2 separate regions of the Rattus norvegicus genome follow, and region 2 is linked to region 1. A link is a contact called in public Hi-C data. All regions are on one chromosome and are shown on one strand. The core of a region is the stretch at or near the end of the contact, and the rest is flanking DNA. Distances in the headings are between cores, read along the strand shown.

Region 1 (4,526 bases), core at 632-3,131:
ACCTCTTTTCTTCTCAGTATCTAGATCTTTGACACATACATCTAAATGCCACTTGCCTTTCATTTCTGTGGTCGTGAGATGACAGAGTATACAGCTTTGATGGTCAGAGCCAGAAAAAAACAACAACAACAAAAAAAAAAAAAAACCGCCTTGGACTCCTACTTGCAGGAGAGCAGGATTGTGACCATCACAGATATTTATGAGAGGAACTGAAGTAGCAGCCACTCCCAGGCTTTTGCAGCTGGCAGGCCTCTGAGGGGTGACATTTACCAATGATGGCTTCTTCCCTTAAGAAGCAGAATGGAGGAGCCAGGCAGAAAAGTAAAACCTCTTAGTGCATGGCTTCTCCATGGCTTCCACTGTGCGCAGCTGGTTAAAGACTATGCGTGAATTCGTAACGAGGTGAAAAAATAGGTTTATACCCTTTAAGATGAGAGGCTGTTGGGACTGACAACCTGGAAAATGTGATATGTGGTTTATTAGTTTTTGGTAGGGAAAATATTAGCCAGACGTCTTTTATTAAATGGATCTTCAGAATTTGAATTTGAAAATGTTCTCTGGTTGATTGCCTACAACTGGTTTCAAAGTCTATGTGGGCTGTGTTCTCATCCATCGCTTGGAATGTGAACCCCTGCATATACATGTGTGCTAACATGTGTCAGAGGACAACCCTATGGGCTGCATGCACATGTGTGCTAACATATGTCAAAGGACAACCCTATGGGCTGCATGCACATGTGTGCTAACATATGTCAGAGGACAACCCTAGGGGCTGCATGCACATGTGTGCTAACATATGTCAGAGGACAACCCTAGGGGCTACATTCACATGTGTGCTAACATATGTCAGAGGACAACCCTACAGGCTGCATGCACATGTGTGCTAACATATGTCAGAGGACAACCCTAGGGGCTGTTCCTCAGGTACCATAATGTCTTTTTGATTTAAAGAACAAATTGAGACAGGGTCTTTTGCTGGACTGACACTAGCCAATAGGCAAGGAAGGCTGGCTGGTTGGCCAGCAGGCTCCAGGGCTCTGCCTGCCTCTACCTCTCTGAGCACTGGAATTCCAAGTGCACACTTTTTAAACACGGGGTGTGGGAATTGAACTCAGGCCATGATGCTTGCAAGGTAAGTGAGCTCTCTCCCAGGCCCCCAAATAGACTTTTAATGTAGACTTTTTCAGTGAATGAGTTAGTGAGTCAGGACCAGATTTTTATAAGAATAAAACTAGAAGGTGAAATGCAGTTGGGGCACTGCCTTCTTCTCATCCCCAAGCTGTGGCCTCGGAGAGCAGAACACTTAGAACTAAGAAAGTTCCCGGATCAGGACCAAGGTGGTAATCCATGGCACTATCTAGGGGCAGCGTTCTGTGACTCCCCAACATCTTCAGGCTTTCTTCAATATCAACAGACTCTGATAGCTTGTTTCCATGGCTACTGGTAGCATCTGCAGTAGACCAGCTCCTGGCTCTCAGCAATATGCTCTTCGGGTCCTGGGGTCTGGATGATGAAGAGACGTGTACAGGAATGCCAAGTGTCACATCCTGAGCTGGACAAAGAACTAGAAAACAGAATGTCTGGGTTTCACTCCGGCCTTGGGCCTCTGGTGACCTTCTGAATGATTCTGGAACTCTCTAAGTTTCAGTTTCGACATCTGATCGGGAGTTTTCATTTTGACATCGTGTGTTCACCCCTTCAGATAAGGAAGCCACCCTTCCCTCGCTGAGCTCTAAGAGAATCCGTTGCACAAGCGTGGTGCTCAGATGGGTGTTTGGCTATAAACAGGAGAGCTGTTTGTGGGACTTTTCTCCCTACTGTTGTTTGAGATGAAAAGACTGCCTTTTTTTCCAGTATGTTCAGCTTTCAAAAGACACACTGGAGGAAGTCAGCCAATTTCTGCCCACACAACTTCCAAGTGACGTCAATGGGAGCAGGGCTCGCAGGTCTCTAAGCAAGTTTTGGCTCTTTATGTGAGGGTTTTTTTTCTTTCTTTTCTTTCATTTTTAGAAGAACAACTGCAAAAATGATTGCTCTCAACTCAAATTACACAATTTGTTCTTTTCTGTACCCTGAGTCAGCAACAGGCATTATGGGGGAAAAATAAAGCAAGCTCCCTTTCATGCAAGTCAAGTAAAGCTGGACAGTGCTGCGAAATACAGAATATTTGAGATTCTTGAAGGGATTTTTAAGCAACGTATTTGGGGTTCTGTTGTTGTTGTTGTTGTTGTTGTTTGGTTTGGTTTAATTTGGTTTGGTTTGGTTTGGTTTGGTTTGATTGGGTTGGTTTTTTGAGACAGGGTTTCTCTGTGTAGCCCTGGCTGACCTGGACTTGCTCTGTAGACCAGGCTGGCCTTGAACTTTGTAGATCCACCTGCCTCTGCCTCCTGAGTGCTGGGATCAGACAGATACCTGGATACTATAACTGTGACTTGAACCCTAGATTTTTATCATGTCTATAATTAGTAGAATGTTGTCCCGCGCCCAATGTCCCACCAGCAGGAAACGCACGCGCGGACACACGAATCCTTATTGTAGCTAAACGTTTATTGAATCTTAAAGAGAGGCCAGGGACGCCGGCATGGCACGGCTTATATACACCCTAGCGCGGCGCATCTACACCTGATTGGTCGCTTACCCATGATCTCATTAGGCACGCCCCGGAGTGGGCAAAGACCTGGCACGAAGGCACTCTTGCACATGTGCACACAGTTAACTTCCTGAAAGGAAGTCGGCTGGCGCGGCAGAGGCCAGCGCCATCTTGTAATGGCAAAGCTATTCCGGCCTTCCACGTGGGGCGCAGTGGAAGCCAGCGCCATCTTGTGGTGGCGAATGTTATAGTGGCCCTCTACAGAATGTACCTTGGGCAGAGCATATGTCGAATGTGTTTTAGAGGACTTCTCTAACGAGAAAATATAGCTCGTTTGGTTCCCAGCTCTTCTGTCACGGTAAAGTCAAACAAGACAAAGACTCTAAGGAGAATAGCTCAGGCGTGAGGCTCTTCACATAGGGAAGGCGTGTGTTAGCTCAGTCCACATAGCAGCTCCCTGAGGCGGTGTTGTTACTGCTCAAAGTTGATCAAGCAGCACTTGGACCTCAAACCAGGCTCCCTGGCTTCAATATCTACATTTCTACCCAGGAGCTTGTTTTCCTTTTTAAACAGTTGTTTAGCTGGGGCCGGAAAGCTGACTCAGCAGAATTACGGACCTCTCTTGTAGAGGACCCAACTTTGATTTCCAGCACCCACATCAGGCAGTTCACAACTGCCTGTTACTCCAGCTCCAGGGGATCTGACGCCCTCTTCTGACTTCCACGGGCACCTGTACCCATGTACACAAACCCACACACAAGCCAACACATGGTCACCGAATTTTGTCTATCTCCTTTGTAAAGAAATGCATGTACGGATGCCTGATTACTGTAGGTCTCAAGTAAAGTCGATTACTTGGTAACCTGAAGCAATGATGCACAAAACAATGTTCAGCTCCATCTGCTCCTCCTGACAGACATGGAATTAAATAACTCCCACCCATCCCATCCTTGCACAAGCTGTCTGAGCAAAGTCTCTCTCTGAGCAATGTTCCTGAGGAAAAAACAAACAAACAAACAAGGGCTTGTCCCTTGCCTTTGTGGAAAACATTTGAACTTTGTGGTGTGTGCTTTTTCCTCTGCAGCACACTTCCTCCAGGAGCATAATGCAAAGAAACGCAGTACAGCGTCTTAGGACAGGGGCATGGGAAATGCCTCTGATATTTGGGAATCTCTCAGTACATTTTAGGGATGATGTCAACACAGGGGAATTTTGAGCCGTCGGAATTTCCACTGTAGTCTGCGTTCCCCAAACTGATCTAGAGATGCTGTAATGGACATCATCTAAACACTGAGTTCTCTTTTAAAAAAAAAACTGTAAGGGAATTTAGTATTTTGTGTATAAAGACTGATCCATTTGGAAGAATTGGGGGATGGAGTTTAATGCTATTGCTGAACTTTTCACGAGCGGTCGGGGAAATTAAAAGTGAGTATACTGAAAAGTGTCCTTAGAAGGATCATTGCAAAAACATTAGAAGGTGAAATACAGGAGAAGCAGGTCAGAAGATAACTTGTGATTTCCCAAGGCAAAGTATAATACAAATCATAAACTGATTATTGTGGTTCCCTTTTGTATTTCAATAAAACGTCTTTTTCTAAAAAAAAAAAATTTACCAACTGAGTAGGAGGCCCTCAGGATTAAATTGTTCTCCTGGGTTTGTTCATATCACACTAAATGTCTTATTTATATTTAAATACCACATGGAATGGGCAGGAAGCTCTCTGTTTAAACTGGACCTTTTCAAGGTTGTTAAGGCCAGAATATTTGCTCTGCCAAAAAATTAAATCATTGCAAAGTAGAGAGAGCCCCTGGCCTTGTGGTAAATCAGAATAAGGAAATGTATCCACCTGGAAATAAAACAGATGCTACTCGGGCACCCACACCCCAGGATCTGATTAAAACCCCTCCTGACAGACACAGAATGAGGTAAATGAAA
Region 2 (4,526 bases), core at 1,108-3,607, 290 kb before region 1:
AATAAAAACAAACAAAAAACAACAACAACAAAAAAGAAAAAAACAAAACGGAAAGCGTGCATCTCACTGTGGACGCTGCGGTGCGTCTGCTGCGTCACGCAGGATACCCGTTTGCCCAAACAGCTTTGCTTGTGAATCGCAAGGGGTCACTGGTCTTGTTCTGGGACCCTGCCGTCTGCTACAACTATCAACTACTTAGATTGTTAAATTAATAAAACATAGGGCTTCTGGGCTAGTTGTTGTCTACTACTCCACCCCCCACGCAAATTCCTTCTCTCTGCTCCAAGAGGCTCTTCTCCGAACACTGCAGAATCCACTGTGGCCCTTACCTTTCGGGATTCCCTTCCGTTTTGTCCATTGCGTGAGCCAGTTGTGGCGCAGTTTGGGAAGGCAGGAGAGACAGGGGGAGGGGAGGGGAAGGGGAGGGGAGGGGGAGGGGAGTGGGAGGGGGGAGGAGGAGGGGGAGGGAAGGGGGAGGGGGAGGGAAGGGGGAGGTGTCGGCGTCTTCCCACCTTCCCCAACCTGTGAACAGTTCTTTAACAGTTGGAGCTCATCCTGGGTCATCTTTTTGGCCTTGGCAGCGGTTTCACTTTTCACTTCACGTTCCATAGATTGGCAGTACAGTCTCTCTCTCTCTCTCTCTCTCTCTCTCTCTCTCTCTCTCTCTCTCTCTCTCTCTCCCTCTCTCTCTCTCTCTCCCCCTCTCCCTCTCCCTCCCCCTCCCCCTCTCCCTCCCCTTTTCCCCTCCCCCTCCCCTCCCCTCCCCCTCCCCCTCTCCCTGTCCCTCTCCCTCTCCCTCCCTCCAAGTTCTGTGATTTCCCCCCTATCCTGTTGATAAAATTTCTCATTAAACTCCAAAGAAATGGGAGGTCTTTTCTTCTTTCTTTCTCTTCCTTCCTTTCTCTTTTTCTTTCTTTCTCTCTCTTCTCTTTCTTTTCTTCCTTCCCCCCTTTTTTGGGTATGTCATCTCTTAACCAAGAGAGCTATTTCAAAACAGATGAAGCCCAGATTATTGGCTTTAATGAAGCCATTTTAAAGCTTTTATATAAAGATACTCACTGAAGCATCGCAGTTAATATCGAGCTGAAAACAACTTATATACGAAGGCTGTTTCGTCAATATGATAAAATATTTTCTTGTCCAAGATGAGAAGTAGGAAGAGTGTAGGAAATATGGGACTAGAAGTAACAATCGCAACAAGAGATGCGCCTTCCGCGTAACCACGTAAAATTGCAAGTTTATTTGGATGAACAAATATGGAGATAATTGTGTTTGGGTAGAGATTGCCTGATTTACTTTTAAATTTCCAAAGTTCATGTAATTACAATTTAACTTTTTAAGTGCTTTATGATCATCAGTATTATGATATTATAAGTATTGCACTACACACACACACATATGCTCCAAGCAATGGAGAAAATACTAAATATTAATATTCTTCTTCTTAATTGTAAACCCAGACATGAATGAATAATGCACCTGACTTCCACAGTTGAGCTGCAAGCCTTGTGTGCTGGAAATATTTTATGGGTAATCTTTGTTTATTTTTTATTTTTCGGAGCTGGGGACCGAACCCAGGGCCTTGTGCTTGCTAGGCAAGCGCTCTACCACTGAGCTAAATCACCAACCCCGTAATCTTTGTTTATAATCAATGCATAAGCTCTTAAAACTAGCTTATAAGTAAAGGAAAACGTGTTACCGTGTATACAAAGAATGAAATATAAGTAAAGGAAAATGGGTTAACATGTCTACAACTTCATTAGACAACTTGGCTCTGAGCTTTGCAATGGGCGTTTGGTAGCCTTTAGTTTTATGCGCCTGTTTTTCAAAATATCCAGATGTCACACTTTTGCTTAACCATATTCAAAGTCATAAAGCTGACCACATGTTGGCTTTCAGGGAGACAGAAGCTAAGAGGAAAAAATTGTTTAGCGGAACCTTATGTCTATTTTAGATTTCTTAGTCAATAAAAAGCAAGTGCGTCTGATCACTAAGTGCTTCAGGGAAGTGCATGCTCCTTCTATGGAGCTCTGAAAATGATGCTCCAGGGCACACGGAAATAGTGACAGTCAGTGAAGCGCAGTGACACAAATCCGAGCAATGGTGCCAATGCTACCACAGCCTAGATCTGGTTGCTGGACATTTCCGCTCAGTCCACTTTGGACTCCAGTAGCAAAGCACTCCGACTCATTGATAATTCTACGCATGAGTAGACATTCCCAAGCTGAGGCTGGAGTTTGCTCTTAGGCAGGCACTATCACCGAATTCCCACGTCACAAAGAAAACCCAACTGAACTCTAGTATAGAAACGTTTTATTATGCGCTGCTAACAAAGTACCCCACAAGAGGTCACCAAAGCTCTAGGGTTTTGTGTGTTTCTGAATTTTGTCTTTCCTTCCAACCAACGGAGCAGGCAGGCTATATATTTCCTGGTTCTTGTTTTCTTTTTGCTCTTGTGAGACAGAGTCTTATTTTGTAGCCCAAGCCGTCTTCAAATTCAGAGCAGTCCTGATATTCTGATCTCTCCAGGGCTGAGAGTGTAGGCATGAGACTGCATGCCAATTTCCTGGCTTTCTACCTCAGATGAGCAACCGAGAATCATTGTTGATTTTTGACCAAATCAGCTTATGGCAGTCTGCAGCTCTCTAGGTCAAGCCTATAACATGGGTTTCAGAGAAGTCCTTACTACAGCGTACTGTTTTTATATTTTATTTTTGGGGTTTTAATTGCAACATTTCATCCCTCCCTTTCTTCCCTCCAAAGCCCTCCCATCTCTTTCACTGCGTGCCTTCAAAGTCTCTTTGTTTGCTAATTGTTATTGCAGGCATATAAATATATGCAAACACACATGTATTCTTAAATATAACCTGCTCACTTCATATAATGTTATTTGTATACCTGTTTCCAAGGATGACCATTTGGCACCAATTGTTTGCTTTTCCCTGGAGAAGACCGCCTCTCCTGCTCCCAGAGTTCATAAGTTGCCTATAGTTCTTTGTATAGCGTTGAGGTCTTCTGGGCTTTCGTCCCTCTACTTTGACTGTCCTTGTTCCGTTCACGATTAGATAGCCATGTTGTTGAGACTATATGTGTGAAGCTTATAATACTACCAGGAGACACAATCTTATAGGAAATTTCCAGAGACTCTGGCCTCTGTGATTGTCCACAGAGTCCCCTAAGCATGTGTAGGTATAACCATTGGGATCGAGCTTGACAACTCTATTTTGACTGGTTGTGGCTCTCTGTGGAAATAAGGACAAATGTTTATAGGTTATTGTTAGGGTTTATGCTAGTTTAATAAATTAGTGGTTGTAGATTTTCCTTCAATAACCACGACTTCACTAGAACTGAGCAGTTAGCTAGGTTTTCAGTATTGGGAATGACCTTCCTCTTGCTGAGGGTGTCTTAGGTCCAGTGAAAAGGCTGATGGTTACCGCTGAAGAATGTGTACCACAACTGCACCCTTAGGGTTAACATGCCATGACGATTGTTGCTGTGGTTCATAGGCATCATGACCTGTAGAACTGCTGGGTGCCTCTGCTCTGGATATTTGCCTGTTAGCTTTTCTTTACATCTTTATTATTATTTTCCCACCTCCATTCTTCTTCTGGATTTAGCTCTTTTTCTCATTCTCAAAGAGCTCCCTTTCCTATTTCTCCTACCAGAACTCTTTTAACTATCAGAAAATATTCTCAAATAATCCCATTAAAAAGGGAGTGGGCACTTGATAGCACTCTTCCCTCTAGGAAACCTTTCTCTGTCAAGTCTGCAAAAGTGAATTGAGATTTGCACTCGTGCCCACAGAGTACCGTCTGCTGTGCTCACGGAGACAGAGTCCGGGCTATTGCCACATACACAACAAAACCTAATGCCTGGAGGAGAGGTCACGTCTGAGAGGGAAGAAATGCAGCACTCAGGATGCTGCATTGATTAAATGATTTTCCTAATAGTATAAGAGAAATCTGCTTAATATTTGAGGCTGTTGCCCTCTACTCTACTCTTAAAAGATGTCATCATAAAACAGAAGGGACATGCTCCTTGGTCTCCATCTCAGGAGTCTTAGAGGCAATGACTTCACTCAGCATCTTTGGCTACTAAGGTTGTGGGTGCACATCCTGCCAGCAAGTGTCACATCTTCACTAAGGTCTCATCTGTGGAGGCAGAGGCTATAGGCTGAGAGCTTTCTGATGCCATATCCCCCCTTCTCTAGGTAAGAAGCATTCATTTAAAATAGTGTGATTTCAACATATGTGCAAAGAAAGGTTTTATTGTTGTGAATTGAGGGTTTAAACAACCGTATAATCTGTTTCATAGAAGTGGCGTTGCAAATTTAAAATTATTTGGACTGTAAGAGCTATAAAAATTCCAACACTGTGAACTCAGAGGGTGTTAAACAAGATGATTTCTAAGATTCCTTCTAGCTGGGAGATACAATAACTCTATTTAAATTCTCATGGCTTTGAGCTGGAGAACATTCATTTCCATTTCATTGAGGTCTCTTTAGGTGTGTGTGTGTGTGTGTGTGT

The links. Hi-C and Micro-C count contacts between places; a contact is called where the count stands out from the background.
Region 2: a Hi-C map of Schwann cells shows a contact between it and region 1, with 6 times the contacts expected there. The contact joins two enhancer-like sites. A contact is called at or near these places in 2 of 12 Hi-C or Micro-C datasets (the Rat2 cell line and Schwann cells) and 1 of 1 datasets of contacts at active chromatin or transcription factors (oligodendrocytes).

The regions. Positions count from the first base shown.
Region 1 is chr1:17,260,131-17,264,656 of GRCr8, reverse strand. The region is part of intron 1 of Pde7b (phosphodiesterase 7B); the gene reads left to right. LOC134484962 (histidine-rich glycoprotein-like) reads left to right here. Exons shown (of 1, transcript XM_063280802.1): 1 at 1-4,526. Among named protein-coding and RNA genes, the nearest start is that of Pde7b, 50 kb to the left of the region's middle. Within about 2 kb of position 1,881, at least 40 of the 93 cell types and tissues checked have an H3K27ac peak or open chromatin away from gene starts, as enhancers often do. A contact at or near this core is called in Schwann cells, where this site is marked.
Region 2 is chr1:17,554,637-17,559,162 of GRCr8, reverse strand. No RefSeq gene overlaps it. Among named protein-coding and RNA genes, the nearest start is that of Ahi1, 25 kb to the left of the region's middle. Within about 2 kb of position 2,357, at least 4 of the 93 cell types and tissues checked have an H3K27ac peak or open chromatin away from gene starts, as enhancers often do. A contact at or near this core is called in Schwann cells, where this site is marked.